Regions from separate parts of the Mus musculus genome. Here region 1 is linked to region 2. A link is a contact called in public capture Hi-C data. All regions are on one chromosome and are shown on one strand. The core of a region is the stretch at or near the end of the contact, and the rest is flanking DNA. Distances in the headings are between cores, read along the strand shown.

The links. Capture Hi-C pulls out chosen DNA fragments and counts their contacts.
Region 1: a contact with region 2 is called in a capture Hi-C map of embryonic stem cells, with 7 times the contacts expected there. The contact joins two enhancer-like sites. A contact is called at or near these places in 1 of 115 datasets of contacts at active chromatin or transcription factors (embryonic stem cells) and 1 of 9 other capture datasets (embryonic stem cells).

The regions. Positions count from the first base shown.
Region 1 is chr1:8,923,935-8,929,972 of GRCm38.p6, reverse strand. All of the region lies in intron 3 of Sntg1 (syntrophin, gamma 1), which reads left to right. Among named protein-coding and RNA genes, the nearest start is that of Sntg1, 370 kb to the left of the region's middle. Within about 2 kb of position 4,327, at least 12 of the 459 cell types and tissues checked have an H3K27ac peak or open chromatin away from gene starts, as enhancers often do. A contact at or near this core is called in embryonic stem cells, where this site is marked.
Region 2 is chr1:8,095,495-8,101,624 of GRCm38.p6, reverse strand. No RefSeq gene overlaps it. Among named protein-coding and RNA genes, the nearest start is that of Gm39589, 24 kb to the left of the region's middle. Within about 2 kb of position 4,489, at least 8 of the 459 cell types and tissues checked have an H3K27ac peak or open chromatin away from gene starts, as enhancers often do. A contact at or near this core is called in embryonic stem cells, where this site is marked.

The sequences.
Region 1 (6,038 bases), core at 3,078-5,577, 830 kb before region 2:
TTTGGTTCTGTTAGAGCAAACATGAGAGAATAAAATAAGAGGAGTATGAAGGTGCTAATGATTCTGTCATGTTACTGGTAATGCCTCAGGTTTATTGGGAGCTTACCATAGAAAACACACATATAGGTTGAATTACTAAGTCTATTCTGGTTGTAGCAATAAAATTGGATAATATTTGGACAAATAACTGACCTCATTTTGCCCAGTGATTAAAATTGGATCTGAGATTGAAACATTTAAGCTTTGTAATGCACTTCAACTAATTAAAAATCTTAATTAGCTGTGTTGTCAAACTGCTTTCTGATACTCATGCTCATATCCATTGATTAGCCTTAATAAAGGAGGCTTTTTAAAAATTGTGGCAAGCTCTTTTATTTTAGTTCAGAAACCCAGCTGAAAAAAGAAAGAGATGGTTTAGTGCTCTGCCGTAAATGGGACAATAATATCACCCTCTCAATTTCTCAGGGTACATTGAGAAAGGAATTGCAAAGAATGTGAGAGCCAGAGAATAGAGATGTTTATAGTAACAAGGTATATTATAGACATAGCTTAGCTACAGCACTTGTAAACTCACTGAAGTTTTGATTATTATGTAAGGAAGACCAGCAACAGGATTGGTTGTGCCAGCATTTAATCTCAGTTTGGAGAATATCTAATGATGCCCTACTGATCTCTAAGGGACTATTGCTATGTAATGGCTGCTGGAGGAGGGTGTTTCATTTTTCTCAGTGACATGGACTCTGATAACCTCTTATCCAAACTCATGCAAAACTTCTAATTTATTAAATTTACATGCCACACACATAAGGAAGACATGAAAATAGAAAAGGGACCTGTTAAGAAGAACAACAGTTCCAGAGAGATGGCAATCCATGTGGCAGGGGTCATGTTAAAAATGTGTACAAAACTTGTCAAATAAAATAGCAGATAAAAAGCAAATAACATGACCCACCCAAAATCTTTGTGCTTGATGCCACCATTTACTTTTTAGAACTCATTTTTATTCTCAGACTTATTCCAAGCCCAAAGATTACTAAAAATAGCTGTGAAATTTTATCCTCAAGATTTCCATTGGAAAGCCAGGCAATGGTGGCATGACTTTAATCCCAGCACTTGGGAGAGAGAGGAAGGTAGATTTCTGAGTTAGAGGCCAGTCTGGTTTACAGAGCAAGTTTCAGGACATCCAGGGCTACACAGAGAAACCCTGCCTTGAAAAACAAACAAACAAACAAACAAACAAAACAAAAAACAAAAACAAAAAAAAAGAAAGAAAGAAAAAAGAAAGAAAGAAAAAGAAAAAAAATTCCACTGGAGCCCACAAATTTCCAAGTAATGTATTTTTCTTTATTTTGTTTTGTTTTATTTATATCCAGTTTAATATTTTTTGTTTCCTTTCCCCACTGTGAACAGTTCATTTTTATTGATTTTTATTGATAACTTCATGTTAATATATTGTGTTTTGTTCAAATCTTTTGATATTCTATCTCCTTCACCACTATTCCCTCCTAAATTTTATAACTCACTTAGGTGATCTAGTGATGGCTATATTTGCACTGGTGAAAGAGCATCTATTGGATTATGTGTAGCCTCTCAAGGCCTGCATTCTTTTTGTTTGTTTGTTTGTTTTTTGTTTTTCGAGACAGGGTTTCTCTGGATAGCCCTGGCTGTCCTCGAACTCACTTTGTAGACCAGGCTGGCCTCAAACTCAGAAATCTGCCTGCCTCTGCCTCCCAAGTGCTGGGATTAAAGGCATGTGCCAACACTGCCCGGCTTCAGGGCCTGCATTCTGAAAAAATGATAACTCTTCCTCTTTCAGGAGCAATCAGTTTCCAGAAGGCCCTAAGCTAGCATTGGTACTGTCAGAGTCCTCCTCCAAACTATGATTTTTGTCTGTCTTGATATTGTGCAGACCTTGTGCAAGATGTCAGAAACACTGTGAATTGAGATGTGCAACTATGCTGTTTAGTCAGGAAAACACTATTTCCCTGTAGCTATCCATGCTTCTGATACTTGACATAATTTTGTCCCTGTGTCTGTGATAACCCTGAGACTTAGGGAGTGTAGATACAGATCCTCTTTTAGGGCTGAGCAGTCTACAGGGTTATGTTTTGTAATGCAGTGGCATGATGCAGCAAGTGGTGGTGCCTTAGCAGGCCAATTCTGAGGCATCCCCCTCCTCACCCCAGGTACCATCCTAGAATAAATGAAGTGGGGAAGGGAGTAGAAGCAGAGTAAGAAAGAGGGAGGAAAAGGTCAGAAAGAGAGAGGAGTGAGAAAAAAGGAAGGAGGCTGGCCAGGAACACATGAAGAGTAGCAGGGAAGGAGAGAGAGAGAGAGAGGGGTCAAACAGTCTTTTTTTTATAGCAAGCCAAGTTCATACATGGCTGTTGGTAGGTAGCTGTTGGATGGAGCCTAGAGGAAATGCTAACACACTGTCTTTAATTTTCTTCATGTTAACTTGTGTGCATTTGTGTTAATCAAAATTTATTGCAAGAACATATGATTTGATAATTGAGGGATGTACTCATTAAACACAAATCTATGTGTAAGTGTAATACTGTGTTCCAATATTATAATAATAGCAATAGTTTGTCCCCTATGGTACATGACCTACCTAGACAGGCATTTATGGCTACAATAACAATGCCAGGCAGGAATTACATATTGTGTAATAGGCCTTAAATACAATCATAAAATGGTTGACTATCCCCATTACATTCAATATGCATAATTGATGGTTAATTTTCTACTCTGATAGCATACATAACACCTTCCAAAACTAGACTCCTCTCAAACTTATGCTCCTTGGAGACTCCAAATGCACCAAAACCATGAAAACTCTAGGAAGCAAGTCTGTGATTTTGCTGAGTGAGGAGCATCTAATTGAGTTAAATAACCAAGGAATATTTTTAAAGTTAAAGTAACAGCTTGTGATTGCTAACTTTGATTTCCAACCTGAGATTATTAATCACACATTTGTGCATAACCACTGAACAACTACAAAAAAAGAAAGAAAGAAAGAAAGAAAGAAAGAAAGAAAGAAAGAAAGAAAGAAAGAAAGAAAGAAAAAAACCCAAAAGAACATGACTGCTTCTAAGTATGGTGGAGGTGAAAGTTTACTGTAGATAAAAGGAAGAGTATAGCCAGAGGCAGACACATCTGGTGAAGGTCCAGAGTGTTCATGGCCCTGTGAGAACTGGAGGTGGAAGGGAGAGGAAAGAGAGGTGAACCCAGTGCTGCTGGCAAGAAGGTAACCTTACAAAAAAAAAAAAAAAAATCAAAACAAGTCGCTGGATTACATAGGGGAGGACAAACCAGCTCCCTGAGCTGGAGGGTTTAGTGTAGGGAACCTGAGCCAGGAGGACCCTAACAGGTAACTGAGGTCTGCTTGATATGTTAAATAGGCACCTTAGCCATTTGTCCCAGGATCTGAGAAAGACCATGTTTCTAGCAAGCAGAAACAAAAAGGGCAGTCACTTCAGCTCTCAATGAGAGAGTTTGATTTTCTTGCTTGTTGAGGTTGAAATGCTTATTCGTTTCTGAAGCTGTGGGGTCATGGACATTTTCTTTTTTTCCTAGTTTTCATGTTTTTGTTGTTTGGGGGTTTCCTTAAGCATTCTTTTTAAAAAGTAGTTTGTGTAACTAAGGGTTCAGAGATGCCACAAAACAAAGCAATCCATGCCTGGGGAGGTTTTTATTACAGATATGAGGAAGAGGATATCCAGAAGCCTTGGGGAAGTCCAAAGCAGCTGGGCTTACCTCTTTGGTGTACACCCTTTCAGGGGAAAATGGTGATTTTAACAAGCAAGCTTCAAGACAAGCTACAGGATATTTCTATAGGCTATTGGCTATAGTGTTCCTTGTTTTGTGAGCTGATCTTGGCTATGATTCCTTTTGTTTAGCTATCTCTTCCTATATAAAGTTGCTAGTTTATCCCATGCCTGAAATCCATATGTGAATCTAAGACTATACATTTGATTTTCTCATTTTAAGTTGCAAACTTTGGCAAAATGAAATTATCAATCTCATAGGTCCTAAGTGTTAGTGCTGAGGTCACAAGTGTTTCTAAGAACTTGTTGCTCTGGCCCCTGGGCGAGGCAGGATTCAGGAAGTTTGACTCTATGCAGCCCATGCCACCTGGTGGGACTCAGGCTGTGAGAAGCCGCAGGACCCCGCTCAGTAGGTGGGAAAGCGCTGGGGTCCCTGTGGACTGCTGGAGTTGTCTCAGGGGTCCTGGCCATACGGGGACCGGAGGCCAGGACAGCAGGTTCCCACTCTTGGGCACCGCAGACTCCACTGGATGCCACGGAAGAGCCAAGAAAAGAGTGTGGGTCTGCGGGCAGGTTCTGGCCCAGGGCCAAAGGGAAAAGGGCTGGAGGAGAGAGTTCAGGCTGATTCTCAAGGGGATGAAAATCCTAGGCTTGGTGGTGGCCATAGCTGGGAACTCAAAGAGGCCTCCTGCATGAGATTAGACGTGCAGTTCTTTAGAGAAAGACCTGCTACATTGCTCCAGCATTTGGATCCCGATGAGAAGAGACAGTACGTGGTTTTAAGGCATTCATTGTCATGGAGTAGAGGCAGAGAAAAGCAGAAAGAGGTAGAGAGTAGAGAATTAGGGGCTGGCCATGGCCATGTGGAGAAAGTGGGGAAGGGAATGTAGAGACAGGGGGAACAAGAGGCAAGAGAGAAGCAAATGGGAAGCAGGAGTAAGAGTAAGAGAGGGAGGAGGGGGCAAGCAGCTCCTTTATAGTAGGTCAGGCCTATCTGGCTATTGCCAGGTAACCATGGGGAAGAGCATACCTGGCTGTTGCCAGGTAACTGTAGGGGTGGAATCCAGAGAGAATACCAGGGACTTGGGGTGTGGCCCTACTGATGCCCTTAGAATTATGGAGCTGGGGCCTCCTATCAGGAGCCTAGTGTCTGGGAACATGGCAAAAGGGTCTCCTATCCCTTGCAGGAACACCTGCTGGGTCTGGGAGATTTCAACCTAGCTCGACCAGAAAACAGGCTGCCTTTCCCAGTCCCACATGTTGTGTTAATACATTTATTTTTATTACTTTTCCTTTTGATTGTGTGTGTGTATTTATGTGTGTGAGAGAGACACACACAAAGAGAGAGACAGAAAATGAGAGAGAATGTGAGAAAATGTGTGTGTGTGTGTTTGTGTGGAGAGAGAGAGAGAGAGAGAGAGAGAGAGAGAGAGAGAGAGAGAGAGAGAGAGAGAGAGAGAAAGAGACCTACTAGATTGCAGCATGTTCCTAACAGAGTAGAAAACAATGCTATCTAGTTCACAGGTGCTGCAAAATGAAATCCAACCTCTCCCGTTGCTTTGATGATGACACACAGGATTATTTATATTAACATTACATTAATAGATGTGATCTTGTTGTAAATTGGGTACTCTTACCCAAGACAAGGAGGCCAGGATGAGCTCTTAGTGAAATTGAAGTTTTTAATCGATATGTGTTTTGTACTCTTATCCTGTGATACAGGTCCAGAGGTACCTCTAGCTGAGTAAGCAGGGGTTTTATGATGACAAAACCCACAGTCAGTGTTTCCCATTGGTGTTGTTGGGGTAATTGTTTGCTGGCCTGGCAGGATATCAAGATATTCTGCCTTGCAAAATAGCAAGAAAGTTTTAAAATAGCAATAAGTACCATAAGTGTCTGAGGGTCAGGCTGACCTCAGGTTTAGCCTGCGATAGAGTCAGGATTTAGTAAATGTGTCTTTCTCACTTCAGTCCTATTTTTTGAACAGATATTTGCCTAGGGATTGAATATTTACAGTTTTCAGTGTTATGTTTCCTTGCAGGAAACACATGTCACTCTGCTCTAAATCTTACTGGTATTTATTGGTGACATTGAAACATAAAAAATATTTTAATGGGACTGGAGAGATGGCTTTGCAGTTAAGAGCACTGATTACTCTTCTGAAAGTCCTGAGTTCAAATCCCAGCAACCACATGGTGGCTCACAATCACAGGATCTGATGTTCTCTTCTGGTTTGTCTGAAATCAGTTACAGTGTACTCATATAAAT
Region 2 (6,130 bases), core at 3,240-5,739:
TATGTATAAGAAACCCATGGACAACATTATCCTAAGTGAAGAAAAGCTTGAAGCAATCTTACTGGAAGGAGAAAGAAGATAGTGATGTCTGTTGAAAAGACTGTTACCATGTCTTTTACAAAGAAAGAGATCATAAGCATATTACCATTTACAGTAGCTTCAAAGAAAATAAAATAAGTAAAAATAAACCTAACAAAGAAACTGAAGAACCTCTACAATGAAAACTTCAAAACTCTGAAGCAGGAGATAAAGACACTAGAAAACAGACATACTCTATGCTCATTGGCTGGTATGATCAATATTGTAAAAATGTCTATTCCACCAGAAAGTATTTATAGATTCCAAGTAATCCCAGTAAAATTCCCCATCTCATTCTTTGTAAACTTCATTTGGAACCACAAAATATTCCATATAGGCAAAACAACACTGAGAGGAAATGAGAGATAAGAGAGAGAAAGAAATACAGAGAAAGAGAGAGAGGAGAGACAGAGAGAAACAGGGAGAGATAGAGACAAGAGAGAGAGAGAGAGAGAGGGGGGGGGCAAAAAGGAAGAAAAATTCTAGTAGGATTACAACTTCAGATCTTAAGATATGACACAGAGCCATATTAATGAATTTAACAGTATTAAAACAAAACACATAGACCAATGGGAAAAAAATCTAAGCACATCATGAGCACATGTAACTTTATTAACTTAATTTGACAAAAATGACAAAAAAAAAAAAACCCACTGGAAAAAAGAAAGCATCTTCAACAAATGTCGTTTGGAAAATGAGGTGTCTACATGTTGAAGAGTAAAATTGGATGTGTATTTATTAATGTGCATAAAAAACTTTCAAATGGATCAAATATTTAAAACGCTGAAACTTCTAGGCAAAAATGTAGTCAGGGCCCTGCATGATATAGGTATAAGACAGAACTTATTGTAAAAGACTCCATTGGATCTAGAATTAAGACCAATAATTGACAAGTGGGATCCTGTTAGTTTAAATGAGAATGGCCTTATAAGCTCATATATTTTCATGCTTATTCCCCAGTTGATGACTTTTCTAGGAAGGATTAAGACTTGTGGCATTATTGAGGTAGGAGTGGCCTTGTAGGAAGAAGTAGGTGGGTTTTGAGGTTTCAAAAGCCCATACCAGGCCCAGTCTATGAATGTCTCTCTATCTTTCTGTCTGATTCTGTCTCTGTCTCTCCCTCCCCCTTCCTGCCTCCCCCCTCTTTCTCTCTCTTGCCTTGCCTACAAATTAGAATGTAGCTTTCAGCTACTTCTTCAACATGTTGGTCAGGCCCTCTTCCCCACCATGCTTCCTGTCATGATAATGGCCAGATCCTCTGAATTAAATGCCTTCTTTTATAAAAGTTACCTTGGTCATGTTGTCTGCACAGTAATGAAACGATGACTAAAACAGATAATTCATGAATCTGGAAAAGCTTCTGCATAGCTAAAAAACAACCACCCGGGTAAAGAAAAAGCCCACAGAATGGGAGACAATTTTGTCTCCTATACATATTATAGAGGTCTCATATCCAGAATATACAAAGAACTAAATATGTAAATAGTCAAAACTAAAGAAACATATAAACAAAAATGACCCATTCAAAAACTGGGCCTTGGAACAGAAAAAAAAATTCAAAAGAAGGAAAACATAGTTAAGAAACTCCTAAAAGAAAAAAGTTCATTATAACTAGCAATTTGTATGTCCAAATCAAAACAACTTTGAGATTTCATCTTATCCAATAAGCATAAAAAGATATATGGAACAACAAACAATAAGTGTGAAAGGAATGCAGGGGAAAGGAAGACTCTCATTCATTGTGGGTGGGAATATGAGCGGCTGTAGTCATCACAGTGTGGAGAATTCTCAAAAGAAAACTAAAAATACATTTATCATATAACCCAATTATAATACTCCATGCCATATATACTCAAGAGATTCAACAACATTCTACTTCAAAAATACTTGATTAACCATTTTAGTTCCTACTGTAGTTACTGTAGATAGATAATAGGAACAACCTAAATATTGCTGGCAATAGAGAGGGGGAATAGCAGGATATAAGGGGTATGATCAAGGAAAAAGAAAAGAGAGACTTCTCGGGGTAAGGGGGAGAAATACAGAATAATTGGGTGGTGGTAAAGGGAAGGAATAGGAAAGAAGTGATAGAATTTGTAAAGGGGGTATCTTTGGGGAAGCAAGAGGGAAATATGTTTAGGAGGAGAAGGGAGGGATGTGAAATAATATAATAATTGTAATTCAGTATATAATTAAAGTTATATAATTTTCAAGAACTTTTCTCAACTGGAATGCCAGTGCTCTCTCAAAGAACTAGGGACCACCTAAACGCAATACGGACAAACAAACAAACAAAATGAGTACCACACACGAGAAGCCTCTTTTTGAGATTTTGGCCAATATTGGCTAAGAGACGTCCAATATATATATATATATATATATATATATATCTTATGGCACTTGCCAATGGTTATCATTCAGATGTTGAAGGTAAGTTCCTATTTCTGAAAACACCATGCACTCTAGATGAATGACCAAGAGGCCATTGAGATGGAAATGAGCTAAATGCCTTCTCATTTGAAAACTCTAGAAGCCATTATTCAAGCTTCAAAGAAGGTAGGTAGCCCATAGTCCTACCCAGCTCTGAAGTCTGTGAACCCTATCAAACTTCAACACTGAATAATAACACTACAGATGGAGTAGTGACAAATATATTTCAGCAGAATTTATAGCTCTTTAACAGGAGTTGTGACCCACTCAAAAGGCGTACCGTGCCATGTACTGGAAACCTATGTGGTGCTAGTTAAATAATGCTTATTGTAGGAGAATCTATAAGTAATAATATACTAAACCACCTTAACCCCTAAGAATAATCTATAAACATTAGTCCTTATACCTACAGGTAAGTGTACAAAAGTGCAAATGCCCTTTATCAAGGAAAATTCTCTATCCAAACATGGAGACCATTAGAGAAAACCACAACTAATCAAAATGATTAGTTAGAGCCAAGTTCCAACCAACATTTCTAAAAAATACTACTACACCTAAGACTCAGGAAACATTGTGGAAGAAGTTGCAGAAAGACTGTAAATGCCAAGAATCACGGAGTTGGTTGTGAAATTATGTCTTCTAGTAACATCAGAAGCTGCATCTGTAAAGTTTCACCAACATGACTTCCCAAATATTAGAAGAACAGGGATGACATCAAACTGAATGGGGAAAGGACATTAAGGCCCGATGCTTATATGTAGAACTATAGAAAATGGAGTAAAACTGAGAGAAGTAGTGATAGTTTTCCCCAGGGAAAAGTATACCACCTGGTTGTCCAGTATCAAAACATTAGTATTAAAAACACACATACGGCCAGGTGTGGTGGGGCACACTTTTAATCCCAGAACTTGGTAAGAAAAGGCAGGCAAATTTCTGAGTTTGAGGCCACCCTGGTCTACAGAGTGAGTTCCAGGACAGCCAGGACTACACAGAGAAACCCTGTCTCGAACAACCCCCCCCCCCCAAACAAAACAAAACAAAACAAAAAACATACAAGTAAATCTATGGACTCAACAGATTACTTATGAATATATATGGGTATACAAATACATATTTGCATGTAAGAGGCCCTGGGTATAATAGAGTAAGAGAAGGGAGTATGAGAGGTTTGGAAAGGAAAAGGTAATGGAGTAACACATTGTAAATAAATTACAATAAAAAATTTCAAAATAGTATAATAAGAGGTTGTTAAATGAAAAACTCATGGCCAGATATAGGTTCTTAGGAGACTTTCAGTGTGTATGATGGAACCTACCAAATACATTGCAATCAAGCCAATAATGTAATTCACTGGTTTCTTGAGCAAGGTTATCTGAGAAAATTACCTGTTTTTTACAATTCCTTTTGTTCCTCATACACAAAGTTCTCCATTCAGATCTCCTTTTTTTATTTTATATTATTTCCTATTTTATTATATATTATTTTATATTTTTATATTATTTTATTTTATATTATTTTATTTTATTTTATTTTATAGCTACAGACTTGATTTCTTAGAATAGGAGATGTGGAAGGAAGAAATGTCTTACAGATATCACTCAAATAGTATCACTCAAATTTAGTGATCTCTGATAAAAATGTGTTGTAAGCCGGCCCATGGCCTACTTGAACCAGGTATACCTGGGAGGTAGGCTGGGGCTGAAATTGACTAGACTGAGAGAGAAATTAATGGAGACCAAGACATGATTCTGTTCAAGACCTGCCAGTTTACTTAGAGAGTGTGCTTATAAAGGAGAAGGCCCATCCCCCGCCAGTCCATTCTTGGTGTCTGGAGCCAGCCTGTAGGTGACTTGCAGGAATTCCTCCTGAATATCTCAGCGGCCTCTCAGCAGGTAGCAGTGTCTTGTGCTACCAAGGAGGAGCAGTGGTAGGTGGCAGAACAATAGAGCCATCTAGGCAGGAAGGCTCCACCCCAGGCAGTCTAATTCTCAGTGGTAATGGAGTCTGAACCAGCCTGTTTCAGCCTGGGGGAGATTACAAAAATGATTTTGTTCTGAGTGTTTTTTCCTCTGTGTCACAAAAGTTATATGAGCCATTCATGCCTGTCCACCAATTAGTGATTGTTGAAGTGGGAAGGGAACCAGGAAAGATGATAATATTTTCATAAAGGAAACTCAGACTATGCAGATCTCAGTCAGTATTCAGTTTTCAAAGCCATCCTGGGAATGTGTACAATCTTGCAATGTCTGTAAAAAGATAAGGTAGTTAAAAGGAAAACAAAAAACAAAGAAAAAATTAAGTATATTTCAAGAAAATATTAATTCTACTAAAAAAGAATAAAACTGATTTTCTCTTGAATCATTAGCGCATTTTTCTCCTTTGTTAATATTATTTTAAGAACAACAGTGAACCATTTGTGGTACTCCACATGTGCATGGTGATGAAGTCCTGTACTTCCAGCACATCATAGATAGCAGGATCTCAGACATTTTGCTATGGGCAAAAACCCAACTAAGGTACTGTGGCAACCGCCCTCGACCAGCAAGGACATGACTACCAGTTCTTCTAACAGCAGTTTATTCAGCAAGCTTCAGCCTTCATCTCTCTCCCTATTCATCTCTTTCCCTTCATCTCTCTCTCTTCATCTCTCTCTCTCTTTTCTCTCTCTCTCTCCAGAACCCCAGGCATCTCACTCTTATATACTCTCAGCCCCCACCCACTCACATCAGGCCATGTCACCTCACCAGGCACGCAGCTTCAGCCATTCAGGGTGGCAGGGGCGTGTCTTCACCAAATATGGACTTGTTTACACCACCAGCATCATGGTTCACCTGTGGAATTCTCATGATGGTTGTGGCTTATTTTCAGGTGTATGAGGATGTCAGGTGCAAATTATAAGACTTAGCAACAGTCCTGGGTGCCATCTTGGGACTGCTGCCACACCCACTCCTCACAAGGCACACTATTCAGCTCATCTCACAAATACAACAACCTACTTAAATACTCACCCACTCAAATTCCCACTTAAGAAAATCTAAAGCATGGTTTTGGCACCAAAATTTTTGGAACACTTGGAAGTTCATTAGAAAAGCAGAAAGTTGGTGTGAGGATTTAAGTGACTCTGATAGCCCAGGATAGGTAAGGCTCTACATTCAATCCCAAGTGGAACATAAACACACACACACACACACACACACACACACACACACACACACACACACACACACAAAGCCTATTTTCTCATTGATCAAAATAAAAACAGATACAAAATCACAGATCTACTGAAACATCAACTTTTGAGTGACTAGCATAGATTCTGTGACTAGCATATATTGATTTAGGACTTCCACACTTGATGAACTTGCTCTTTTGTCCTGCACTAACCTTGAGCAGGTTGAGACTGCTATATAAAACACTTCAATGTTTAATATAAAACACTTCAAAATTTAAAAATTAAAACAGGTATGAAAAATTTATCATAGTGCAGGACATGTTTAAGTACTCCATAAATAATGTCATTTGAAGTTATCTCTGTGTTTCTTGTATTGACAATATCCAGCTCTGGTGTTAATTTTCATTATTCTTCTCAGAGAAATTTTCAACAAATTTTGTCAACAAATAA